Linked DNA regions of Gossypium hirsutum: region 2 is linked to region 1. A link is a contact called in public Hi-C data. All regions are on one chromosome and are shown on one strand. Each heading gives the region's core, a stretch centred on a gene start, on an enhancer-like site or on the middle of the called end of the contact. The rest is flanking DNA. Distances are from core to core; before and after follow the strand shown.

What was found. Hi-C and Micro-C count contacts between places; a contact is called where the count stands out from the background.
Region 2: a contact with region 1 is called in a Hi-C map of leaf, with 2.5 times the contacts expected there. The contact joins two enhancer-like sites. A contact is called at or near these places in 6 of 34 Hi-C or Micro-C datasets (callus, leaf and seedling).

The regions. Positions count from the first base shown.
Region 1 is chrA07:21,766,679-21,772,897 of Gossypium_hirsutum_v2.1, reverse strand. No RefSeq gene overlaps it. Among protein-coding and RNA genes, the nearest start is that of LOC121232209, 13 kb to the left of the region's middle. Within about 2 kb of position 4,652, at least 2 of the 9 cell types and tissues checked have an H3K27ac peak or open chromatin away from gene starts, as enhancers often do. A contact at or near this core is called in leaf, where this site is marked.
Region 2 is chrA07:21,985,341-21,991,346 of Gossypium_hirsutum_v2.1, reverse strand. It overlaps LOC107953139 (ubiquitin C-terminal hydrolase 13), which reads left to right. Exons shown (of 32, transcript XM_041117764.1): 28 at 125-211; 29 at 326-442; 30 at 667-741; 31 at 836-922; 32 at 2,539-2,841. The coding sequence ends at 2,550. Among protein-coding and RNA genes, the nearest start is that of LOC107953139, 16 kb to the left of the region's middle. Within about 2 kb of position 2,501, at least 2 of the 9 cell types and tissues checked have an H3K27ac peak or open chromatin away from gene starts, as enhancers often do. A contact at or near this core is called in leaf, where this site is marked.

The DNA of each region.
Region 1 (6,219 bases), core at 3,403-5,902:
ATTATAATTTTATTATGAACATTAGACAGTTAAGTGAAATATGAAAGGAAATTGAATAGAAATGAAGTATGAATTGAATTATAAAAATAAATGAGTTAATTAGAATTAAATTGGAATTAGGGTATAAATTGAATAGAAATTCAATCATTTATTATAAATTAGTGCTGTAATTAATAAGTGTAAATTTTTTTTTTGTGGTTAGCAAAGAACCCGAGGCATCGGCACCGAAAGGAAAGGAAAAGTTATCGAGGAGTAATCGAACAAATTCGGGTTTGTATTACTATAATTCAAATCTATTTATTATTAATTGTTATATTTTAATTAAAATGCATGGAAAGTAAAATTAGGTAAGCAATTGAAATGATGATATTGATTTGAATGAAATTGATTCAAAAATGTTTATGGCTATTGAAATTGAATGTGAACAAATTGGAAATTAAAAGTGATTTGAATTAAGTAATTGAATTATGAATTATGTGAATATTTGAAAGTATATTGATTGGAAACTAAAAGTGATTTGAATTGAATCAAATTGAATTGAAAGAAGAAAATATGTGAGTATTTGAAATGCATATTGATTGAAAAGTAATTAGTGATTTGAATTTGATTGGAAAATGAATTAAAAATGTGAATTAAATAAAAGTGAATTAATTTATGAATATGTGTGAATATGTGATTGTGTATTGATTGAAAAGTGGTTTGAATTGAACCGAAATATGATTATGATTATCTGAAATATGTATTGATATTGAATTGTTTATTGATTAGAAAATGGAAAAGTGAATTTGAATTGAATGAGAATTGAATTGAATGGTGAATGTGTATGTATAATTCAACTGTATATTAATTTGAATGTGAAATTGTAATTGAAAAGTGATCTTGAATTTGAAATGAAAGTGAATTGAGAATTAAAATACTCTATTAACTAGTTGAGCTGAGTCAGATATAATTGGCATGTCATAGGATTTGGAAGAGTACAGGATATATCGACTTTTCTGATTAGGCACTTTATGTGTTGTATATCAGGCACTTTATGTGTCGTATTTCAGGCACCTCGTGTGTCGTATCAGGCACCTCATGTGTCGTTTCAGGCACTTATGTGTCGTATAATGATCAAGTACTATGTACCGTTTTAGGCACAATGTGCCATACTAGTGTGTTTGGGTTGGAATCTGTGTATCCATCAAAGTCCGGGTTTGTTAATAGGGTGAATAACTAAAATGAGCAAATTAAATAAATTTGATTGATCGTACTATTAAAAATATGAGAAAGAAATTATGAGTTGAATTGTGAATGGAATTAAGATGTGAGATTTGAAGCATGAACTTAAGGTTCATGAATTTGCTAAAATATCGAATTATTGATATTGAAATCAGTTGAATAAATGAAATGAGAAAATCAAATGAATTGATTGATTGAACTATTGAAAGCATGAGAAAGTGAAATTATGAATTGAAATGTGAATTGAAATTGAGATATCGACATAAGAAATGAAAATAAAATGAATTGGAAATAATGAAATAATGTATGAGTTAGTTGAATATAATCTTATGAATTAATTATAATTATTGAAAAATGTTGCTTTAAATAATTATTGAAAGACTAATGTCGTAAGGTTTTAGATATGGAATAGAATAAGTTATTGAATTAGGATATAGAAATGAAATATATGAAATAATGATTTAATGGAATGGTTATTGATGAAATGCATGTAATAGATATTGATATAATAAGAAGATATATAAATTAAAATAAAGAAAAGCTATTTAAGATACATACTATTAGAATAAATTTAAGGTTTAAATGCATGAATGATTTATTGAAGGTAAAATAGTGGTAAGATTTAATGTGTATATATATTGTTTTTATTTGAATTATAGTAATACCACTGGGTGTATACTCAGCGTAAGGTTTGTTTCCTTGCGCAGATTAGGTACAGAAATTTTGAAGAGTTGTATTTAAGATTACGAGTCTTCATCTCATCACATCTTCAAGCAACAAGAGGGTACGTTTTAAAATTTTGAATAGAATGGCATGTACTTAGGAAAAATTTAGTATCCCCAAGTAATAGTAATGGATTTAAATATAAATTATATAAATTTATTATTTGTCCGTTTTTATGTTCAAATATAATAGTAATTAGCCAAGAATTACTTTGGCACCAAATGTAATATTCCTATATCAGGTTCATTGAGTCGAACATGGTATAGGGGTGTTACAGTGTTGGTCTGAACACCTACAGCACTTGAGGGCAGTGCTTCTAATACTCAGGGAACAACAACTGTACGCTAGAAAGCCTAAATGTTGTTTTAGCTCCTCTCAAATTCAATATTTGGGACATGTCCTACATGCGGGAACACTTTCTATGGATAAAACCAAGGTCGAATGCATATCTTCCTGGCTAGTTCCGCGATTAGTGAAAGAGTTGAGAAGTTTCCTTGGTCTCTCTGGCTATTACCGTAGATTTATAAGGGATTATGGAACTTTAGCCAGACCTCTTACAGAATTGTTAAAAAAAGATGGCTGGGGTTGGTCAGAACAAGAAACTGTGGCCTTTCAAGCATTAAAAGAAGCCTTGAGTGCCGCATCCGTCCTGGTACTTCCTAACTTCCAGCTCGAGTTCACAGTAGATACGAATGCAAGTGGATTTGGAATTAGGGCAGTGTTGCAGCAACAAGGGAGGCCAGTGGCTTTCTTTAGCAAAGCTCTAGGTGTGTGACATCAGGCTTTGTCGATTTATGAAAAAGAAATGCTCGTGGTCCTATTGGCTGTTCGAAAATGGCATACATATTTGGTAGGGAGACATTTTAAAATCCGTACTGATCATCAGAGCTTACGGTTCTTATCAGATTAGGTGGTTGTCACTCCTTTCCAACAACGATGGGTCGCCAAAATGTTAGGATATGATTTTGAAGTATCCTATAGAAAAGGAATCAATAACAAGGTGGTTGATGCTCTATCTTGACAACCACAATTGGACCAATGTTAGTACTATCAACTCTCGACTAGTTCTATCATCTCGAGCCTTTTGGAGAGGGTGAGACAGTCGTATATAATTGATGATAAGTTACAGAAAATCATCCAAAAATTCAACAGCTCCAATGTCTTAACCAAAAATACTCCTGGGATGGTCAGTTTTTGCTCAAGAAAGGGAAGATGGTCGTGGGAAAAGTTCTGCAGCTGAGGCATGAGTTGTTTCTCCATTTTCATGCTAGTGAGTTGGTGGGCACTCAGGTGTGCATGTTACTAGGAAGCGCATATCCAGATTGCTATATTGGAAAGGTCTCACCACCGATGTTACAAAATGGATTCGAGAATGTGTGATCTGCCAGAGATGTAAAGTGAGACAGTAACTTCTCCTGGTCTCCTACAGCCATTACCAGTACCTGATAGAACTTGGTCTATTGTTAGTTTAGATTTTATTGAAGGATTACCGAACTCAGATAGGAAGAATTCCATTCTTGTGGTGGTGGACCATCTAACCAAGTATAGTCACTTCCTAGCTCTGTCTCATTCGTATACAGCTAAAGATGTAGCCCAAGAGTACTTGAATCATGTCTACAAGCTTCATGGCATGCCAAATTCAATCATATCAGTCAGAGACAAAATCTTCGTTAGTAGCTTTTGGCAGGAGTTATTTCGGCGAGATGGTACTAAACTTCTTTTATCAACAGCCTATCACCCTCAAACGGATGGCCAGACGGAGGTTTTGAATAGATTTCTTAAGAATTATCTACAATGCATGACTAGTGAAAACCCTGCGCATTGGTTTCAATGGCTACCACTTGTTGAGTGGTGGTATAATTTGTCGTTCCACTCCTCGATTCAACTCACTCCATATGAGGCTTTGTATGGCCAGACTCCACTGATGCACATGCCCCTATCTCGTAGGAGCCTCTACAGTGGCAATAGTGGATAGAAGTCTACAGGTTAAGGAAGCAGTGAGAAAGTTACTGCAGTTTTGTCTCAGGAAAGCTCAAACTCGTATGAAGCATTTTACTGATAAGCATTTTACTGATAAGCATTAGTTCGAGAGAATTTTTCAAATTGGAGATTTGGTCTATTTGAGATTGCAACACTATTGGCAGCAGACAATTAGAAAGATCCTCAGTCAAAAATTATCTCCTAAATATTATATATGGACCCTTCCCAGTGATCAAGAAAGTGGGAAATGTGGCATACACTCTCCAGCTCTCTCAAGGGTCTCGTATTCATCCAACCTTTCATGTTTCGCATCTGAAAAAAACATTTTGGCTCGGCACCTATTCAACCTCAACTGCCACTGGTGGATGTTCATGGTGCATTGCAGAAGGAACCAACCCGAATTGTGGACAGAAGGATTGTTAAGAAAGGAAACCAAGTTGTTACAGAAGTGTTAGTTGAATGGATTAATTCGTTTTCGGAAGATGCGACGTGGGAGTCGCTAGCCATGATTCAATCTAAATTTCTTCATTTCCATCCTTGAGGACAAGGATCTTATTTTTGGGGGGAGTATTGTTACGGGCTAGAAAGTAATCAGAGAACGTGAAAAGAAGAAATTAGTCGAAACAACTAGTCTTTTAAATAAAACAAGGAGTTTTAATAGAACAACTAAACGGGGCGTAGTGGGGGATAAGTTAAACGATGCGTTTAGTATAAATAGAATTTGCCACGCTGTTTCCCTCTTGTTATTTTCCTTTTATTAAGTGTAAGTTGTACGGGAAGGTGGTTATGCATATATAGAAGTAAAAATTCAGAATTCTTTCTTCTTCTCCGTTCTTTCTCTTCTTTTCTTCGATTTTCTTCCACTTCAATTTCGGAACGTATCAATTCACTGCAATCGAAACATTTAAAGTCTCAACCCCAATCACAAATCTTTTACATCCATTTCTTCATTAAAAATATGCTGAGAATAAAAATAATTTCTGATTTTTTTAATCTTTTTATTTTTTATATAGTATTATTAAAATTACATGCTAACATATATGATAAAATAGTGTTATGCATGTGAAATGCCCCATTTTGTTGCTTCAAAATCTTCCGTAAGTTGGATGTTTCATTGGCTCATTTTGTTATTTCTTAGTGTTAAAATCGTAGTGCAGGTATTTTTTTTTAAATGTAGTGCAAGGTTTTTTAGTTCTTTGTCTACAATATTTCGTAGACTTCTTCTAATAAAGTTAGACCGATGAGTGTTGAATTCATCAAAAATAAAAATTATACATATAAACAGAATTAAATTTCGTAGTAGAGATAAAGATTGGTTTGATTAATTTTGTGATTTCTTTCAACCAAAACGTTTTGTGGGTGAAAAACAAAGTGGAGGTTTAAAGTATAACTTAATTAAATAATAAAAAATCTAAATAAAATAAAAAAAAAGAATAATAAAATTTCGAATTCAAAATAAATTTAACCAATAAGCTAACAACTCTAGCCTAGGAAAACAATTTTGGTTTAGGTTCTAAATTGATCACAAATCATGAATCTCATTTCACTTTATGATAAGTCAGTTATAGAGATTGAGGAACAGTCTCAAACTTTAAATTTCTTCGTAGTGATAAATTAACTACAAAAATGGCCCAACAATGAATTCCTGCCAAACGAACAACTTTGAGATCAGCTCTCACAGTTTAATTCTTCAACAGCCTTGCAAATGAGAAGATTTGGCTCAAGTCAACAACTGTGCAAGCCGTTTAAACCAAATCACTAATTCCTTTGATGTCGCCTAACTGTACCCAATCAAATTATGCCAACTTGTTCTTCCATAAAATAAAACAGATTGAGTTATTTTACCAACAGTGTATTGCTTTAAACGTCGAACAAGAGGCCATCTCAAAACGATACTAATGAGGCAATCCTATTTTTCTCATAAATGGGAGAAATAGTGAATATCAAAGTGAAAAGCAAAGAAAATGAACGAAATAGCTAAAGGAACTTTTAATAAAAAGAAAAAAAAACTTAAAACAATGATAATGAGTGGTTGTAGGTCTTTTTTTTATATATACAATGCTTAAAATTACCTATAATTATTTCTCGATACTTAAATAGAAGGATAAAACACACTTGAGCACACTCGAATTCACATTCACCTACACTGGCTACAATCTTGATGCCAAATTGAGCCAATGTCATATAAAATTGATAATGGGTAGCTGTGTGTCCCCCTTGTTATGCCAATGTCATAAATTAGTCCATATACATTAGATTAAAAAGCAAAATATAACCTAATAAAATTACATTCAT
Region 2 (6,006 bases), core at 1,252-3,751, 220 kb before region 1:
TAAGGAATCATTTTCTTTCTGTTGTATTTTGTTGGTTTTGATTTTTTGAATATCATTTCTTGGATAATGGCTTTCTTTAAGTTAATAGAGTGCTGATTTTGATCTTTGTTTCTTAATCTTGCAGATTCCAGAAGAAGAGAAAAATCTTGGTCCAAATGATCGCCTAATTCATGTTTACCACTTCACTAAAGAAACTGCACAGAACCAGATGGTAATAATTTTTTTTACATCATCTTATTTTCAGTTGCCATTTTGCTTTGCCTAAGATTACTTCTTTATCACTATTATGTTTCCTTACCAATGTTTTTGCCTCTTGTTTTGACAGCAAATTCTGAATTTTGGAGAGCCCTTTTTCTTGGTGATTCATGAAGGTGAGACACTGGCTGAAATAAAAGTCCGAATACAAAAGAAGCTGCAAGTTCCTGATGAGGACTTTGCTAAGGTTTGTTGTACTTCCTGAATCCTAAGTGAACTTGTGCTCACTGGTTTACCCTAATTCTTAGTGTGTTCAACCCCTTTTCTCTCTCCTCTTTTTGAATTTGAATTGATGTATAGTAGGAACTCTGATGGTGATGTATCCTCTGTTAATATTTCTTTTTAACTAGTTTTTCCTTTTCAGTTATGTATTCTCCGTTTTATTTATATGAATCCTATTTGTTTTTTCAGTGGAAGTTTGCATTCCTCTCACTTGGCCGGCCAGAGTACCTTCAAGATTCTGATATTGTATCTAGTCGTTTTCAGGTGTGCACATTGTTTTGCTTATAGATATTCGAAAAATTTTCCAAGTTTCATTAGGATGTTACTCTAATTTTGGTTTTACTATACATATACTCAGAGACGAGATGTTTATGGTGCTTGGGAGCAGTATCTTGGGCTGGAGCACTCTGACAATGCTCCGAAAAGAGCTTATGCTGCTAATCAGGTAATAACCATAAAGTATTCCCAAAGTTTCAGCAGAAATCAGTTGATAACAAACATACCCTAAGGATAAAGATATTCTTTAAGACTGCGATTAATATATCTGCTTTTTCCAAGTCCATGAAAATGACTGGCCTTTGGAGATGCCTGGAATAGTAGACTCTAATAACATCACGCTTCTTTGCAGAACCGGCACACCTTTGAGAAGCCTGTTAAAATATACAATTAGGGACTATTTTAGATTTTACCTCCCTTTGGTGACATTGCACAAAAGAGTGGCACTCTACATGAACTAAAAGCAAATGACAATGTGAGGCAACAAGTTAGCACTGAAATGGCATCTGTGACCTTTGCTTGTTGATTTGTTGGATAAATGTAATTCTTTCGCTAGTGTCGATTCAAAGGACTACTTCCTTTTACGTAATCAAAGTGTGCATCTGCAAATGACAATTACGATCCGCTGAGGTTTTTGCTACTACTTTCCGTCTTTAAATCGAGGTTGGTTGGTTGGTTCAATCTTCAATCAAAACGTAAATGGGGGCAAGTTGCCTGTGTAATTTGTCAGTACATAAACAAGATTTTGATTATTAGTGAATTTATGTATACACAGTATAGTTGGGAGAAGGTTGTGATTTTTGCCATTCCCTTTGGTTGGTTGCCCTGATTTTGTCCATGTAGATCATCTGATGCATTTAGCATTAGCTGCTGCCCTTTGTAATGGTTGATTGCCATTCTTTTTCAAGCCTATTATTATGGCTTATTATTATATCTAAAGATTCTCTTCATATTTGCGCTACTTTTGCTTAACTCTGAAATGCCAATCTCAATCATTACTGATTTCTTTTTATAGTGAACTTGTTTTTATATGAATACAAATCTGAGTTTGGTATTATGATTCGGAGTAATCCAAAGTAAATCAAATTTATTCATAATAATGGGATATATTTTATTTTCCATTTTCTTGTTTCTCTTGAGAGATATTTTCCACTCTGTCGAAACAATTACCTATTTTGTTATAAAGATATACAATTTAGGTACTGCTTTTTTTTTCTCCTACCTATTGTAGGCCTTGTCATGGTGATATTATTTTTTTAATGGTCCATGTCATGGGGTTCATGGTTGTTTTTTTTTTAATAATGTTATTTTCAAAGTTTATGATAAATTGTAATTTTAAATCTTTTATAAACTCAAGGTGTGGTGTGTGGAACTTTTTAGTGGTAGAATTAGAAAGCTTGTTTACTAACAAAACTGTTTTATACCTATAACCACTAGCTTTTATGTTATCATATTTTGTTTCCAAAGGTTGTTAATTAGGGACTCTAATTCTTTTACTGTAATTGTATAACTGGTGATTGACCACTGAATTAAACTGATTGATAGCCAATTCACGACTAAACTGTTTCAATATCTCCTTGCCTACCTGCATGCTTAAGTTCAGATTCACTTTGTGGATGCCTGTCATCTAAGTAAATTCTCGATTAATAAAAAAAGAATTAAGGAAAATGACAAAAGATTAGATATATACATAGGATAAGGTGGAGATGTTACATTACCTTTTTTCCCTACTGAGTTTTAGTAGTATAGTGGACCTTATCTCCTCTCTTTTCCTTTTTTGTGCAGGATGTGACTTGACTTCAATCATAATTGTATTAACATGGTACCATGAGCTCGGTAACTGCAGGACCAATTCTCCCTCACCTCACCTCCTATGTGGTTCCCATTTCTCATTCACTTTAGCCAAATTGGTTTTTCTCCCCCATAGAAATTCAGTTTCAACTTTCAACCTTTACTTTGTATCAATGATTGCTTATTATCAGTTGTCTTTTATATCTATTAACATTTGTTTAAAGAGAAGATGGGCAAAAATTAAACGAACATGCAAAAAAAGAAAAAAAGAAAAAGGAATTTGGAACTTTTATGGTACAATCTTTTTTATGGGTGTTTTTTCAACATTTGGCGTTTGAATTTAAATCCGCTAGACAGAGCAAAGTTAGAAAATCATTATAGGGAATAAAATTGAAATAAAATTTTTGGGGTAAAAATTTAATTATACCGTTATATTAATTTATAATTTTATAAGGATTTAAACTGCAATTTATTATTTTTTAAGATCAAGGCCAGGCTCTTCTAGATTTACGGTTGCCGCAAGATATGTGTTCTTAAAATATACGATAAGCTATATATCTTTTCTTGAAAATAGTGAGATAAGTATCAAAGCTCGGAAAGTACATTTTATGGCATTTGAACAGTGAACTTGAAACTGGGGAATTATATTTTATAGCACTAGAAGTGGAACCACAAAATCTCAAGCCTCATCTTCACTCTTATTCTCACAACCATTCTCTCCCCTTCAAATCTAGAAGCTTTAAACAAATAAAGTTGTTTTTGACTTATTAGTCATGATTCATGTCAATAGGTTCAGATAGTTGCTTGCCCTAATCATGACATGTCAATGTTTTATTAACATCAACTACATTGAAGCGGTCCAATTTGAAACATTGTCACGTGACATAATTGGATTGAGTTATTGTCATTTAATTAAGTCGGTGAACTTTGGTTCCAATTTTTCTCAATTATTGTTCGTCTGGAATGTTTAGTAAATCTCAACACTCGAACAAAATAGGAAAAGTATTATTAAATTAAAAAAAATTGAGAGAATAAAGTTTTATCATGATAATTGAGATATTATATTGAAGATATTATTTTTTTTTCTTATTATATTTTGGTATATAAAAGAATTACAAGTAAATAACTATTGAGGTTATAATAAAGTGCAACCACTAATTTTATTTCTAAAATTAAAAAGTGTAAAATTAATAATAAAAGTTTTAAGGAAAAATGGTTGATGGGGTGTTGACTGTCGATGGAGCCTTAGGACGAGCAATGAAGAAGATCTGGAAGAGGTCGAATGAACCTCTGGATCTTGATGATCCTATTGTGGATGGAGCGGGGATGTCAATTGGCTTAGGTCAGAAAACCACTGTGTCATGGAAAGACAGGTTGTTAGGTACCTTTGGCGATATTAGCTTGTTGCAAAAGGATGAGGATTTCATCTTAAATGAAGGCAATGCTGTGAAGGAAGTGGTTGATGGGATACCTTCGATTAAGTTTTCTGAACGGGTTCATGATTTTATTGCATAACGAATGTCCAAGATTGTGATTGTGAAGCTCCTTGGTCGGAGGATTTCGTACCATGCTATGTCAAATAAACTTTAGTCAATATGGAAAACAAAACAATCTTTACAGATGCTTTGTAACACCTCTAACCTGTCTTCGTTGTCGGAGTAGGGTTACGGAGTATTACAATACAAAGCAGAACATCTATTATCAAATAGCATCAAGTTTTCTAATTAATTGTCATCATTTATATTGTCATGTAATTTAAAGTGAAACATACACTCATTGGCCTAAAATCAGGTCTACGAGGCCTTAAAAATAGTTTAGAAATAATCAGGGACCAATTAGAAACAAATCAGAAGATTTAGTGAAAATATGAAAAATTTCAAAACAGGGGGCACATGGCCGTGTGATAGAGCCCAAATCGTGTGGCTTAAGACATGGTCGTGTGGCTACTTCACATGCTCGTGTTCGCTGACCGTGTAACTAACTGTATCCATGTAATATAAGGTCACATGGTAGTGTCGCCAGGCTGTGTAACTCTCTGTGCCCGTGTGAACCAACCTATATTGAATACAAATAAGGCACAAGGACACACGGCCTCGTGACAGTTCGTGTCCCAAGTCGTGTGCATCCAAATTCAAACCAAAACTTGTCATTTTCACTCCCAAATGCTTATGTACCTAAACATACCAAAAGCACATTCATACAAGCTCTCAAAACACATTCAAAAACACTCAAAGCATGCCAAACAATCAACTTAGGTGCCTAACCATTATTGACACCACAATTCAAATAATAATCTGTTTTCACTAGAATGTTGTCAATGAACAATATATGGATATGAGTACACAGTTAACCATCTGGAAACACGCCAAACACTCATACGAGCCAATCCAACCAATAACACGCCTTGGCACTAAGTGCCTAACCCGTAGGCTAACATTTTCCCCCGCTAACATGCCAAAAAACACTGTAATGTAACACGATAGTTCACAACAAATGCAAGACTTTTGTATATTCAGCGAATAAGAAATATACAGGACCCATCATCTTGTCTCATATCAATCTCGTACAGCGTGCATTATAACCTATTGACATGCCAATTATACTCTATCTTACACTTATCATGCATAGGGGTACACATTACCAACCAACAATATATACAAATCAGATCTATAATTCTCCTTACCTTAACATTGACTATATTAAACTAACATTCAACAATTTAGTTTTACAAGATAAGCATAACAATTGTATTAAATTAAACCAAACGAACTTACCAAGCTAAACTGTAGCAATGACAAAATTTCAGGGACTATTCAACAACTTTCTCTTTTCCTCAATTTTCAACTCGTTCTTGATATATAATAATAATCCCATTCAATTAACCAATTCAAACAGAAAAATTAACTCATTTGATGCTAATAAGTACTTTTATACATTTTTACAAAATTACCCCTAACATTATACCTTTTATGCAATTTAGTCCCTAAGTCCAAAACTCGTAATTTAACCAATTTCCACTAAAGCCCAGCTTAGCCAAACTATTTAGGACCTCACTACAGTCCATATTTACTTTTAATTCGCAGCAAGTACAAGTAATTTCACTATTTTCATATTTTAGTGCTTAAACATTAAAATTACCAAAAACTACTTTACAAAATAGTCCTATTTAACAACCAAGCTTAATAAATTATCATAAACTTCAAGAATGCCCCAAATTCATCAATGGCATAATCCATAACATTTTAAAGCTTTACAAATTAGTCTTCGAGTTAGCTAGATCGAGCAATAGGAGCTTAGAAACATAAAAATTACTAAAAACGTGTAAGATTTACCTACCAAAACGAAGAACCCTAAATGACTGAAAGCTTGCTTCTCCCTTGACAATGGAGTTTCAGTTGGATGAAATAAATAAAGATGTTGCCACTTTAATTTTTTTTAACTTTTATTTTTCTTAATTAATGT